Linked DNA regions of Mus musculus: region 1 is linked to region 2. Evidence: chromatin contacts called from public HiCAR-type data. All regions are on one chromosome and are shown on one strand. The core of a region is the stretch at or near the end of the contact, and the rest is flanking DNA. Distances in the headings are between cores, read along the strand shown.

Region 1 (2,700 bases), core at 42-2,541, 2.7 Mb before region 2:
CATCAAGGCACTGTTGGCACCCCGGCCACCCTATTCTGTCAAGAATGAACTCTTTCTACACGTTCCCACTCCTGCGGTGTGGGGGGGAGGGAGGCTTTGTCTCTGCGAAGGACCCTCAACCCAGGAACTTTACAAACACCTGAACCTGAGGGTTTCTAAGATAGAAAGAAAAAGAGTTATGGATCGCAGAAGGGACCTTGTGTCCGCTGAGGGCAGTGGCGGCGGGGTCGACTCTGCTTCCCCAGGGCCCCCAGCCCTGCCAGGGCGCCCCTCAATCGCCACAATCCCAGTCCCCAGCAGTCCCCGTGAATCCCCTGCCTGGTTACTGCCCACCCAGGAGGCCTCTGAGCCCAGTGACGGATGCCACGACCGGAAATGCCCTCCTGCTCAGCAGACCCAGACCGCGCCCCCCTTTCCTGCCGCCCCCTCCCCCAGGGCTGGGCCCGCAGGCCCCGGATCCCCGGACTCGCGTGGCCGCGGTAACCGACTGGGGCGACCCATCAGCCGGCCATTGTCCCCGGCCCTCGCCGCGGCCCCTCTACCTCTAGGCACTGCGGATTCAAAGCGAATACAAAAGGAAAGGGGGACCCTAACTGCCAGCCTCGGACCACCTCCTTGCAGTGGGATCCGCAAAACATCCGCGCGCACACCCAAACCTCCAGACGCAAGGGAGATTGCCCCACACCACGGAAGAAAAATCCCAAGGCATCCCCTGGGGGCTGCAGTGCAGCCCCAATCTCCCAGGCGGCAGGTGCCCGGCCACACAATAACTTTGAAACTTTGGGGCAGGGGTACGGGAATCTGCAGACAGATTCCTCCCCCCAGAAAAACCCAGTTCGTGGTAATGGAGGTGCTATTGCTTTATTCTTGCAAAGCCGCCTTTCCAGGTGGCCTGGCCGGGGCTTCCCGCGCCTCCTCCGCGCGCGGCCCTGCCCGGCCCTGCCCGGGCGCCCCAGCCTCGCGCGCCCCAACCTTGCGCGCCGCCGGGGACGCGGTGGCCCGGCCTCTGCCCCGCGGGGCTCCGCCGCGCCAAAGCACTCACCTCGGCCGGGCTGCGCTCCCCGCGGGCCTGCGCCGAGCCCGATAAATGGTATGCTATGACTAGAGGTATGATTACGTTATTATTATTAGTAATAATAAGAGTAAATGCTATTTAATTACGGGCGGCCGCATCCTGCTCCCGGCGCCGCCGCCCGGGCAGCTCGGTCCATGTGGCTCCGGAGCGCTTTACTTTCATTTCCAGCCCCCTCGGCCGGCCGCTCGCGGCAGCACCCGCTGGAGGCTCCGTCTCCCTGCAGCTCTCCCTCCTCGGGTCCTAGAGAGCGCAGCTCCTCCTCGCTTTAGTCGCGCCCGGGGTGGGCGGCGCGGGCTGCGCACCTGGGGGGGAGGGGGGAGTCGGCAAGCCCCCCTTCCCAGTGGAGGGATGCCTGGAATTCACCTTGATTTTCTTTTAAAACTGCTCTTCCTTTTCTGGGATTTCCTTCTAGCAGTTCTGCATTTCTGGGCGGATGCTGGACCGACCTCTGTTTTGTTTTTCCACCCCTCAAACCGAGCGTAAAGCTACACTTGGCTTTCCAGGTGTTTTGATGAAGGAAGGCATCTCCAAGCATCTGGTCATGTTGTGCCCTTTCTTTGATAAGGACCTCGGTCAGGATCTCCTTTTTGGCTAGGGTTTCATGTATAGAAAGTTAAAAGCGGGTTGGGGGCGGGGGGGCGCAGGGGGAAATCAGTGACACTTGTTTAAGAAAGCCTGGCTGATTTTATTCAAGGTAGGGCTATCATGATGGGTTTAGGGACCATTGCAGTGGGGTTTTGCAGTGGTGCTGAGACACTGGGCTCAGCCCTGAATTCAGCATGAACCGGGAATTTATAGAGCAAGGAGCAAGGCAGGGTCAGCAGACAGAAAACTTGAGGTATAATGTGATTGCTGTTAGCTCCACCCAACAGGGTTCTTAAGTGTTTTTAAAGTCGGGTTTTTATTTTGTGTGTACCAGTGTTTTGGCTGTAGATATGCATGGGCATCATGTGTGTCCCTAGTGCCTTGCAAAGGTTAGAAGAGGGGATAGGAGTTCCTGAAACTAGAGTCACAGATGGTTGTGAGCACTGTGTGGGTGCTGGGAATGTAACATGGGTCCTCTGGAAGAGCAGCAGGTGCTCTTAATGGCTGAGCCATCTCTTCAAGATAGGTTAGGTACTGGAACATCACCTTGGGGTATAGTGGAAGAGGAGGATCCTGAGCGTATATTGGTGGTGTTCCCAGATGGAAGGTAGGGGAGTCTAGTTAAGCCATGCTTGCTAAAAATTGGACAATTGGGCCAGGCTTGGTGAAGCACACCTTCAACACCAGCACTTGGAAGGCAGAGGCAGGCCTGGTCTACCTAGCCAGAGCAGTCAGCTACATAGAGAGACACTATCTCAAAGAAAATAATGATAATAAATTTAATTAATTAACTTATTTATTTATTTATTTATTTATTTTCTGAGACAGGGTTTCTCTATGCAGCCCTGGGTGTCCTGGAACTCACTCTGTAGACCAGGCTGGCTTAGAACTCAGAAATCCGCCTGCCTCTGCCTCCCAAGTGCTGGGATTAAAGGCGTGTGCCACCACTGCCTAGCAAAATTAAAATAAAATTAAATAATCCAGAGATAAATAAACAAACCCAAAAGTTCAGACTTATTTGGAAAGTTCAAAAGAGCCTA
Region 2 (2,700 bases), core at 32-2,531:
AAATCTTGTCTCAAAACAAACAAACAACAAACAAAAAATATTTTTTAAGGAAGCAGAGGCGGTTGGATCTCTGTAAGTTGGAAGCTAGCCTGGTCCACAGAGTAAATTTTGGCTCAGCCAGGCTGCACTTAGAAACCCTGTTTCAGAAAACAAAACAAAACAAAACAAAACAAAAAAACCAACCCCAAACAAACAAAAAGGTAAAGAAGTATCTACCCATCCATCCATCTGTAATCCACCCATCCATCCATCCATCCATCCATCCATCTATCTGTAATCCTTGCCCTCAGGAGGCAGAGGCAGGTGAACCTCTGAGTCTGGGGACCTAATGGACTACACAATCAGTTTCAGTACAGCCAGGGCTACACGGAGAAACCAACCCTTTGAGGTCAGAAGACCAACTCCAAGAAGGTGCCCTCAAATCACAAACTTGGGGTAGGCAGAACAGGACTATAACCCAAGGCCTTTAATTAGCACAAGGTAGTGTTACAGGTATTTATTTGCTCTCTAAGTGTTTTCTATTTTATTTACCAGCTGATAGAGTATAAATGACTTGCATGCGCTGTGTGTGTGTACTTGTACCTCCCTTGGGTCAAGTTCAGGCCAGTGATCCGTAGGACTTTCAGGGCTGAGGAATTGCTCTTCGTTAATCTGCCTACTGCAGGGTTACTCTTGTATAATTACATAGAATATAATTTTTTGGGTAAAGCAGCGATTCCGGAGAGGGCAAGAGAACGCGACAAAGGAAAATCTATTACGTTAGAAGATATTAGCGCCTATTTCGTGATGGTATCTCCAAATCATAGTGTGTTTGGATTTTTTTTTTTTTTTTTTTTTTTTTTTTTTTTTGAGTTCATTGACTCAAAACACACCTACACGAGAGTAGTTCTGGTTTTTTCACTTTCCTTTCCGATTGGCTGGAGACCTTCTTACCTTGATTGGCTAAAGCATTTGCCATTCGTCTTTCCGGAGCTATCACAGGAAGAAAAGGAAGAAAGGAGTGTCCTGAACGCAGCTATTTTATTGGCTCTGGTAGTAACACCGCTTAGTGCAAAAGCAACTCTAATTTGTGATTGGCTCTTTTGTCCGCCAGTCATACTACCGAAAACCAGTGTTCGCCTTGTAGTCTGCCTTCCTTACCTGATTGGCTGTGCTGTGAAGGCTGTGCGAACTCTGATTGGTCCGTTGCTCTGGCGCGGTCCGACCCGCCCGCACTCTGTTGCTGTGGTTGCAGGCCCCGCCCGTCCGTTCGCTGACAGCGAGGCTTCTCCTGGAGGGAAGCGGGTCCGTTGGTCGGTTCGGAGCGAGGCTGGCGCTGCCAGGCCCGCGCCTAGCCGTTGCCATGGCAGCCACCGGCGGGGGCGCGGACGACGAGTCGCGATCCGGCCGCTCGAGCTCGGACGGCGAGTGCGCGGTGGCGCCGGAGCCTTTGGCGGAAGCCGGAGGCCTGGTGTCTTTCGCGGACTTCGGCGTTTCGCTGGGCAGCGGCGCCGGCCTCCCGGGCCGGTCGGTGGGCAGGGCCCAGTCCTCGCTGCGCTACCTCCAGGTCCTGTGGCAGCAGGACGTCGAGCCTCGCGACGAACTGCGTTGCAAGATTCCCGCCGGGCGGTTGAGGCGTGCCGCCAGGCCCCACCGTCGGCTCGGGCCCACCGGCAAGGAGGTACACGGTGAGCTCAGCCAGGAACCCTGGGGTTGCTTGTGAGTGATCGCAGTGATCGTAGTGGTTCGAGCTGCGGAGGACCGTGTCTTCATCCACTTGTTCATCCCTGAATAAAAACTTTACACTCCCGAGGGTGGTTATTAGACAATAATGTGGGACAATGGAGAATACTTTTATAAGTAGAGGAGGGAGCCCAGAGCCAACTTGTGTGAATGCACAGATCTGAATCAGACTGCCCCACACTTGGCTCGTAGGCAACCTATAGTCACTTAGGGTCTCGGTTTTCTATTGTAGAATGGTACACTACCAGCCTTACTAGGGTGTTAAAAGTTAGGCAGGGTTCTGAACATATATTCTTCTTTTTCGAGGGGCCAAACACTTGTTTGATACATTTATTTATTTATTGGTCTTTCGAGACAGGGTTTCTCTGTGTAGCCCTGGCTGTCCTGGAACTCACTCTGTAGACCAGGCTGGCCTCGAACTCAGAAATCCGCCAGCCTCTGCCTCCCAAGTGCTGGGAATAAAGGCGTGCGCCACCACAGCTTGGCAAGAATGGAAAGTTTTAAGGTTTCTTTTTACACCTAACATCGTTTGACCTGGTATACTGGTGTTATAAAAATTAAAAGAGAATTTGAAACAAAACAAAACAGTGGTATATTGGACATGCAATTGTTATATCTAGTTTGCAACTTTTTGGGTCACTTTCTAACAGCTAAGGTATTGCTTCCTGTTAGTTCTCAAATAGAGGCGATGCCTTTGAAAGAGGGAAGGTTTCTGGTTAGGAATTATCAAGTTTGGTAAGTTGTTTAGGAGTGACCTGCTTTGAAGTCAGATCATAGAGGTTGACTGTGATCAGCTCAGAAAGGACTAAATAAACCCTCACACCCTTTCTGTCTTAAAAAAAATTAATCTCAAATTTCGTTATAACAGCTTGGAGCTGACAGGACAGTTCAGCTTTGTATTATAGATAATAGACTGAGACCCAGGATAAGTACCTGGCTTGCTCAAGGTCGCCAGCTACCACAAGTGGCAGCAATTAG

Evidence for each region. HiCAR-type assays count read pairs that join an accessible place to other places.
Region 1: a HiCAR-type map of astrocytes shows a contact between it and region 2, with 5 times the contacts expected there. The contact joins the promoter of Zc3h7b here to the promoter of Ankrd54 in region 2. A contact is called at or near these places in 2 of 39 promoter capture datasets (the C10 cell line and pre-B cells) and 1 of 115 datasets of contacts at active chromatin or transcription factors (astrocytes).

The regions. Positions count from the first base shown.
Region 1 is chr15:81,743,689-81,746,388 of GRCm38.p6, reverse strand. Zc3h7b (zinc finger CCCH type containing 7B) reads right to left here and starts at 1,291. Exons shown (of 23, transcript NM_001081016.2): 1 at 1,043-1,291.
Region 2 is chr15:79,061,440-79,064,139 of GRCm38.p6, reverse strand. Ankrd54 (ankyrin repeat domain 54) reads left to right here and starts at 1,281. Exons shown (of 8, transcript NM_144849.1): 1 at 1,281-1,667. The coding sequence starts at 1,343.